Linked DNA regions of Triticum aestivum: region 1 is linked to region 2. Evidence: chromatin contacts called from public Hi-C data. All regions are on one chromosome and are shown on one strand. Each heading gives the region's core, a stretch centred on a gene start, on an enhancer-like site or on the middle of the called end of the contact. The rest is flanking DNA. Distances are from core to core; before and after follow the strand shown. Region 1 holds the start of LOC123164999. Region 2 holds the start of LOC123168161 (protein TOPLESS-RELATED PROTEIN 2).

Region 1 (4,674 bases), core at 682-3,181, 790 kb before region 2:
ACAATGACCTGCAAACACTCTTAGAGCTCAGGTTGTAGTGTAAATTTCAAAATCAGTTCTTTGGGCCACTCTATTGAACTGAGAAAGCAAAACCGAACCTAAATTTGGGTTATGGTCTTTAAGTCGTCAGTCCTGTAGTCAAAATCGAAGTGAAGATTTGATGTCCACGCAAGAAAAATTATCAGACTTCATTAGCCCGTGAATTCAATTACTGAAATAACAAGGTAGATAACAGAGTATATCTTGTTGCAGACTTTTCTGCACTTCATTTTCCCATTGATAGGACTATATAGTACGGAGTAGTAATGAAGGGGAGGATGTAGATACCCGGAACATCTTGTTGCAGTTGATAGTACAAAACTATTCGCCCGCATTGGCGTGTTGCAAATAATTCTAAGTACATTATCCAATAATAAACATTTATTTTCTGAGAGTAAAATATTGCCACTAATCCTGCATATGTAAGCCATGTTGTGAATAATACGGACTGTCCCAAGCATATTACAAACATAAAAAAAATACAAATCATACGTACAATTTTATCCAAACTCAGCAAAATAATTGTGGACTGTTTGAATCCACATCACCAACAGCTAATGGCAAGTAGTTCAGTACCTTACAAAAGGATGTCGTGAAAGTTAGGAACCAGCTAAAAATGTTCAGATTTCTTTGGAAAGAACACAATGAAACCAATGGAAATTATGCATCCTACTCGGTGTCATCCGGGAACTCACGTTGGTGTGGCAAACAAGCATTATTGATGTCTGAGTCAAAAGATTCAACAAACAACTGTAGGTTCTGAACGTACAGTCTAGGTATGAATACACAAGATATGAATCCATCAAGCAATATCGATGCACAAGAGTCTTGGTTTGAATAAGGTATAAGAAAATCATGTCGATTCTTACCAGTGTCATCCTCTCCGGGAGGCCAGCCATCTCCTGTGCACAGCGCCTTTGCGTGCTCAAGATTACACCATGGTAAGAAAATCATGTCGATTCTGATCGGTGTCTTCCTCTCTGGGAGGCTGGCCATCTCCCTGTGCACAGCGCCTTTGAACGCAGCCGCACGGGTGGTCGCCTCTGGCCGTCGGTGCGATCTGCAGCCCCGCGCGGCCAAGGACGACGGCGCAGGGTCTGCACCATGGAACGGCACGATCCCTTTAGACTCCAAGCTACTGGGGCCGAGGCGGCGCATGGACTTGGCGGCGCCCTCGTTGTCTCCGTCAACACGGCCAACTGCGACGGCGGCGTAGCCCTCTCGCGCCAAGAACGGACGGCGCGCGGCACAGAAAGAACGACACCTTGTTCCGGCCCGACGCCAGACCAGCGTCCTGAACGGAGAGGAAGCAGCCTCGATGCTCTTGCCAGCCATGGCAACGGCGACTGTGGTTATCCTGCGCTCCCTGTGGCGTGGACTTCTGAGGCGGACTACCCGCCGGGCATGCCCCCCGTCCCGCTCGCTCGGGTGAGATTAGATAGGAAGTTAGCGTTAATTGAGGGTGGGATTACGTGGTTGCCCAGCGAGCCTTTTTTTTAACGTCCGCTCGCTCATGGCAGAGTTTTCGTCCGCACCTCAAAATTGCTAAACGTACTGTTGACGAGGTTAGTTGTTATGTTAACAGTTAGATCTAAATAAGTGAGTCTGATCGTGAGGCTATAATTGCTTTGATTTGTTGTGTGTACATTAGCTGGGGGTGTTTAGAGAAGAAAATGTTTGCTTGTTTAATAGTAGTATAGACTACTAAAAATGCTTCCGACAAAAGAAAACAAAACTGTATACAACATGATGTGTGGGCTATGCCGGCCACTCCAACGGCTAGAGAGGGAGCGGTGTCCAGGTGATGCCAACGGAGGGCAGAAACTTTTTGACACCATCTACCTATACTAGCAGCTGGATACCATACCACGCTCTCTCAACCACAGCTTCCCTCTCCCTGCAGCGACAGCAAAGAAGCGTACAGCTCCAGGCTTTAAAAAGACCCCTCCTTTCGCAGCACCCCACGCAGCAACTCACTCCCCGACATATCGCGCCCCCCCCCCCCCCCCCCCCCTCCACGACACGCTTCCCAGTCTCCACGCCCTCTGGCCTTGCCGACACGAAACAATCCACACGAGATAAATCGCGAGAGACTGCGGCGCTGGGCACGAGACGGGCCGGGCGAGTGGTGGTTGGTCCCCACGCAAAGGACGTCGTCGTTCTCGGCCCACGTTCCTCGGCCCCACCCAGGGCGAGCGGACGGTTCTGCCCCTGCGCTCCTTGCAGTTCGTTGGCCCAGGGGCAGTCCCGTCACTCCGCGGGTGTGTACGTCCGGCCCTGTCACGTCGTGCTCTCTCCTCCTGCTGCCTATACTCTGCTCTGCGCGCGCGAGAGAGAGTGTGTGTGACAGCGACCGATGGAGAGAGATGGGTGGGAAGAAAAAGGAGGAGAGAGAAAGGGATGGGGATGGGGTGCAGCGTCACAAGTGATTCGGTTCACTGCTCCCGCGGCAGGTCCGTGCCCTGGTACGCGGCACGCTGCTAAGCTATGGGTACACCACGTTCGTGCCTAACTCTTTGCCGCTACAGGCTGGACCTCCCGCGGTGGAGGTGTCATTCCTATTTCGATGCAATGTAATTATGAAAAGTGCTTAGGTAAGGTGCTAACATAAAAAGGCTTAGCTTCTAAGAGCAATTATTAATAATATAGTCAGCACCTGGAGCCGGCCGCTGGCTGTATAATACTGACATGACATCAAGATCTAGCAATATTATTCACTCATATGTCTATTACGATTAGTGAACATTTTCCACTTTCTTTCCTGTTTTGCTAAACTCATCTTACCTAGGAGCATGTGTAGAGAGATTGACTATTGTATAAGAGCTCACTTCCTCTTTTTGACTGCCTCTCTTCTTTGAATAGGCAAAAATGCCATGTAAGTAGGCTTATAACCCATTATTGTAATTTTTGTAATCTTTCTTTGTTTAATTGTTTAGCGGTCAAACTTTTCGTGCATAATTGTTTTGTCTAGGTTAGCATGTTTGGCATCATTTGTTTCTGGGTAATCATAGTGCTCTCTCTCCTGTTTAATTATTTTGCCATGTCATTTTTAGCCTATATGGTATTCTTACCATATGTACACACTAAAATGACTAGAAAGAGCCTAAAAGTGCCATGCATTGTCATCTAAGTAGAAGTGTGATGTAGCACTGTACATTAATTAATAATATGAGAGAGCGTTATAACACATATTAGGGAAACTTTCCATGCATAATTGTCTAAACTTTCCTTTGTTTAATTGTTTAGCCGTCAAACTTTTCACGCACAATTCTTCTGTCCAGGTTCGCATGTTTGGCATCATTTTTTTGGGGTCATTATAGTGCCCTCTCTCTCTCCTGTTTAATTGTTTTGCCATGTTATTTTTTGCATATACGGTATTCTTACCACATGTATACCCTGGAACAACTAGAAAGAGCCTAAGAGTACCATGCGTTGTCATCTAAGTAGAAATGTGACGTAACACTGTAATTAATAATATGAGAGAGTGTTCTAACATATTTTAGGGCATCTTCAATAGTTTGTTGGTTAGCTTGTTGGTAAAGTTAGCAATGTCATCCACCACCAACTCATTTTACGCTACTCCAATATATACATGTAGTGTGGCCAATGGGCGGTGAGAGCATTTATAAGGTTTCTCTCTCATTTTACTTTGGACCTTGTGATGGAGAACGTTGCATGGAGAAAAATGTTACGGAACACCCAAGATTTATTCTATGGAGATGCTAGCAACGAAAGGGAATGTGTCTACATACACTTGTAGACCGAAAGCGTTAACGATCTAATAATCATGGTTGGTATAGTCGTACTTACGTCGTGATCCAATCCGATCCAAGCACCGCACGAGCGGCATCTCTTAGATGTGCACACATATGGCTCGGTGACGTCTCCTCCTTCTTGATCTAGCAAGCGAGGGAGAAGAGGTAGATAGATTTGAACCAACATGACAGCGTGGTGGTGATGGTGGCAGCGAAACTCCGGCAGAGCTTCGCCAAGCGCAACCGGACGAGGAGATTGGAGAGGCGACGACTAGCAATGGATGGGCCGCCCCTCTCCTGCGCCTCCCTCTCTTTATATAGGCTAGGGTCAGGGAAGGGTGGCCAAAACCCTCCTAGGGCCGGCCACAAGGGAGAAATCCCTTTAAATTTAGAGATTAGATCTTATCTTTAAATTTAAATGACATGGGCCTTGGGGGTTGGTGCGGCCAGCCCGTGTGGGTTGTTGCCCCACCCTGGGTCGTTGGGCCCCACGGTGGAACCCCCGCAACCTTCTTGAACCTTCTCAGTACTCTACCGAAAATTCCCAACCTTTTTCGGTACCCTGAAAAACACTTTCCATATATAAATCTTTACCTCCGGACCATTCCGGCGCTCCTCGTGATGTCGCGGATCCCATCCGGGACTCCGAACTACCTTCGGACTTACCACTACGAATATCCCAATACTACACTAGCGTTACCAAACGTTAAGTGTGTTACCAAACGTTAAGTGTGTGACCCTCCGGTCAAATTAATAGAAGGATCTAGATGCCCATATTGACTCGCACATATTCAACGAAGATCTTTATCGGTTTAAACCACGATGTCAAGGATTCAGTTAATCCCGTATACAACTCCCTTTGTCCGGCAATATGTTACTT
Region 2 (4,818 bases), core at 49-2,548:
GGAAAATATCCAGTGCTCCGGTCTATTGGATGATACGCTGCTCCGGGGCTGCATGATGCTTCAGATCTCAGATAAAGGGGTAGGATCAAGTGCTAGTGCATTTACATATGGCCTCTTGGAACATTTTGCGTTTTGCCCCTGAAAGTAACATGTCTTCACAAAAATGGCCTAAGAGGGTGCACATCGCCCCAAAAATGAAACACTGCCATCTTGTAGCCTTCAGGTTGCCACCAACATTTCTAGTACAGAATGCAATGCCCTATGATTACTGGAACAGAAGCACTTAAAAAAAGCACTTCTAGTACGGAATAATTTTTTTAGGTTGCATCAAGAACCCATTTTCCATTCATTTGCATCAAAAGATCACAGAAGCACTTCCAAAAAAAACGGTGCACCATTTACTGCCATCTTTGTCTTGGAATTAGCACGACCTCAATATTTATATTTACAGAACTACCATTTAGTTTAGAAAATTACATAGCTAAATGGAACAACTTCAATACACATCACTTTCATGAGTCCTTATTCTCATTGTACTGCATCCAATGGTGGGCACAAATGCACATTTACATGATAAAATCAAGAATTAGAATCTAAACGAGCCTTTCGAAAAAACAGTGCAACATTAAATGGAAAATATGTAAACACTTTTTTGATGCCAAATAACTTGCATATCTGTCGCACCATCTATATTTTGATACCTAGTAACACTACTGGAACATGCCGAAAATAGTGAAGCTTGAAAATGCCGGCAATTACCCACAACATGCATACGCTACATGTAACAATGATATATAAATTTAAATAGCAAGAACTTGCACGCCAGTATTACAAATTTGCTATATAGTTTTTTTTGCGAAAAACTTCCAATATATTCATCTTCAAACATGGTAGTATAACGAACACTAGAAATAATAAAAATTACATCCAGATTCGTAGACCAACTAACAGAGTACCAATCGACAACTGCACATGTACCGAGTTCAATGTGCCAAGTACAAAAAGTTTGTTACTCACCCTCCAAGTCATTGTTCTCTTGTTAGGAATCTAAACATCGCTGACATCTTATTTTACCCATAATATTTTTTATTAAACGTCAAAGAAGATACTACATCTTTTCACTGAAGAAAAATAGTCATGATGAAAAAGCAGGAAAATAATTACACAAGCCAGGTCAAATACATAGTTGTTCCCAAAGATTTTTTGGTGTGGAAGCTGATGCACCATAAAACTTCAGAAGAACATAAATGGCCAGTCAGTCTGTTTAATACAATGTGAAAAACTAAGTTAGATCCGCCGAACTTCTCTAAATCCAACTGTTGTGAAGTGAGAAAAACTACATAGATTTCTAGTACCCGGTGGTCACAGCCTGACATAGAGCTTAACTGAGATTTTTGTTAGTCAAACATTATTGAGCCTCATTTGGCATGGCTTTTAGTCAATCACTCAATCTATAAGACATAACCCAGTAAAAGTCTGAATGCTCACTTACGCTAGGCTGAAGATGTGGTTCTTTAGCTATTGTATGTAAGAAAAATCCTATGACACTTCATAAGACAGATTGTGTGTATATAGAGTTCAGCTAGACATGTTAGGATAGGAAGCAACAGTCAACACTGTAACACTGCTATATTTCATGATTAGATGCCAGAACTAATTTAGCAAGATGTTGTAACCGGTGACCAAACAAAGAACTTCGTCGTAATTGCAGCAAGCATTCTTCTGATTCTGCAAAAAATAAGATATTGAGTGGATGGGGCATGCGCCATGGTGGCTGCGGTAGGCATGATCTAGGCGGCGGCGGGGAAACTAGTCGTACCCAAAAGAAGAAGAAGACGAGATGAACAAAACGAAGGGATATGCAGTTCGTCAATGTATTATGGAATAATCTAGGGTGCCTTTTGCATAGTTTCCAATGCAAGCTGAGCCTACTAAATCCTGGACCTTCAGTCTAGATCGAACGCCCCACCTTGTCCTGGATCAGGGGATCATATGAGGCACCGTATCACCAGATATGCACTCTATATACGAGATGTGATCGATTAAATATAACATCTTTTTAATATTAGTGGGTGAAACTTATCCATCAATTATTGTGGTTATAAGTAAGAAAGATACAAAAGTGTAGACGCCTGAAAAGTTGGGTATCCTGTAGCGGGCGCGGCTACCTCAACCCTGGCTGGCAAGCCCCGTTCAAATTTCGAAACCGCGGATGCGTGAGAGGGAGAAACGAGGAAGGATGCGAGAAATGGTTAACGGAAGTTTACCCCCCTACCTGCGGCTGCGGACCTCACGATGGGAGTTACCCAGTTTGCCCCTGCCGCCCGTCCTCGTCAGTGGCTGCCAAGTAAATAGAGGTGCGTGGTCGTGGGCTCTCGTGTAATCTGGCGGGGCGGGGTGGTTATAAAACGCAGCCCCAAAAAACCAAAAGCAGACCAGAAAAATAAATACTCCCTACTCCAGAGAGAGAGAGAGAGAGAGACTGGTTTTGGAGAGAGAAAGCGAAGTGGGGAGAGAGAGATAAGAAAAGGCAAACCCGTCCGTCGGCTAGAGCCAAGGGGAGAAGAAGGAAGCAGCAGGCGGCGGTGGCGGCGGCCAAACCCTAGTCTACGTGCTGCGCCGCTGAGGGAGGAGACACGCGTGCACCACCGGTCGGCGCCAGGAGCTGCAGATCCGCGGCCGGGCCGCCGGAATCGGGGGAGATCCCGCCGGGATGGGTCCGCTTGGGCTGTGACCTCGCTCCCGCTGCCCGTTTCGTCTCCGGGGTTTTCGTCCTGCTAGGGTTCTGAGCTGCTCGTTGGGTGTTTGGTGCGGTTTTTTCGGGGGGCGGTTGGGGCCCTGCGCTGGTTTCTACGGAGATTTGGGAGGGGATCTGCCGCCAAGGCGGGAGTCCTCCCTCGTCGTGAGCGCTGGAGACGCAGGGCGGGATCGGGGGAGCCATGTCGTCGCTCAGCAGGGAGCTGGTCTTCCTCATCCTGCAGTTCCTCGACGAGGAAAAGTTCAAGGAGACGGTGCACAAGTAAGTGTCTCGTCTCGTCTGGTTGATCAAGACAAAGTTTTGGAGCTATCTGGAGTTGTTGAAGCTGGTTTTTTTTAACCCCCCGTCCATTTTGGTCGCGCAGGTTGGAGCAGGAATCGGGCTTCTACTTCAACATGAAGCACTTCGAGGACCTGGTCCAGGGTGGGGAGTGGGACGAGGTGGAGAGGTACCTCAGCGGCTTCACCAAGGTGGAGGACAACCGCTACTCCATGAAGATATTCTTTGAGATCCGCAAGCAGAAGTACCTTGAAGCCCTCGACAGGTAAGTCATATTGAAGCCTCTCCTCTCCTGCTCATTTGCTCAGGATCAACAGCGATTTGCAGGCGCTCAACTCAGTTTGCCTTTTGCAGGCATGATCGGGCCAAGGCAGTGGAGATACTCGTCAAGGATTTGAAGGTGTTTGCCTCCTTTAACGAGGAGCTGTTCAAGGAGATAACGCAGCTGCTGACTCTGGATAATTTTAGGTGTGCTGCTAAGTTCTTGTTTGGAGCATTTTCGTACAGCAGAATGCTTGTGCATTGTGCTAATGTGGATGTAATTCTGTCTAAATCACAAACAGGCAAAATGAGCAGCTGTCCAAATACGGGGATACAAAGTCAGCCCGGAATATCATGCTCATGGAGCTTAAGAAGCTTATCGAGGCAAACCCTCTGTTCCGAGACAAGCTTAATTTCCCACCATTTAAAGCCTCAAGACTGCGCACGTTGATCAATCAAAGGTGATTGGTTAATTTTATTCATTGCATGCATTTAATTCCATGTTACTATTTTTTTCTACAGAGGGATGCGGTCTGCTTGAACAATTTGTACTTTTATTTCTTGAGCAAATAAGATTTGATGTGCGTAAGATTCTGTTTAAATTTGTATATAACATAGCAGGCCAGCGCATGTTTTTCCTAATGGTACTTATAAGATTGGAAATGAGCTGTCACAAAGCTGCTATATTGGGAGGGTTTCCGTTTCTTTTTGTTTTCTTCTGGCCGTGTTTCCATCTTTCTTTCAAATGAGATGGATGAGTGAGAAAAAGAGGTGTGCAGTCTTTATACAGACACAAACTCGAAGTTTAGCACTTTCACGATGTATAAGGGTTATTTATGATTCTTGATTGTCAATGGTCATGCTCCAACCATTTAGTTCGGAAATTAAGAGGGGTGATTGAGTAAAAGGCAAACAGAATTAGCATTTTCTAGTGCTTTACCAAATCCTGGTTGTAGTTGTGAAGAGGGAGTTGTCCTGTCCATTTCATAAATGTTGTCCATACGTACTTGAGACATTTGATTGCTTGAACTTTATGACTTGACCATTCGTAAGTTGCCTGAATATTTTCCTCATCTGAGTCACATTTCTAAGCCTTTGGATCAACATCCAACCACTCTTACCTCATGCCACCCCAGATATAACATATGGAATGCAAATTGCAGAGTACACTAAAACTGCACCCTTCCAGGTTGTAACTTTAGGCCAACTAATATGCAATTTCAGGGATTTGTGATAATTTCAAGCAACTGAGAATTAGCAAAATGACAAGTTTTAGGTACTAATTCATAGCTTCTTACCTTGGTAATATGTTTGATATGATTTCTACTTACAATTTTTTTGGGGTGTCAGTTGGATACTCTGTATGGCAAGTTCTTGCAGAATATAACAAATATGTGTAGGTTTGTGACGTGCCATATTTTTTTTCTATTTTTTCTGCATACTGCCTATATTCAACACATGCAATGCTTGGGCTGTTTCCATAATGAAGACCTACAAGGCTTTCAGTATTGCCTTCTCTT

The links. A called contact is a pair of places that touch in the nucleus more often than the background predicts.
Region 1: a Hi-C map of leaf shows a contact between it and region 2, with 5 times the contacts expected there. The contact joins the promoter of LOC123164999 here to the promoter of LOC123168161 in region 2. A contact is called at or near these places in 3 of 5 Hi-C or Micro-C datasets (all in leaf).

Annotation. Positions count from the first base shown.
Region 1 is chr7D:366,335,300-366,339,973 of IWGSC CS RefSeq v2.1, reverse strand. It overlaps LOC123164999, which reads right to left and starts at 1,931. Exons shown (of 3, transcript XR_006482736.1): 1 at 909-1,931; 2 at 99-132; 3 at 1-8.
Region 2 is chr7D:365,548,211-365,553,028 of IWGSC CS RefSeq v2.1, reverse strand. It overlaps LOC123168161 (protein TOPLESS-RELATED PROTEIN 2), which reads left to right and starts at 1,298. Exons shown (of 25, transcript XM_044586032.1): 1 at 1,298-3,019; 2 at 3,123-3,302; 3 at 3,392-3,505; 4 at 3,601-3,759. The coding sequence starts at 2,940.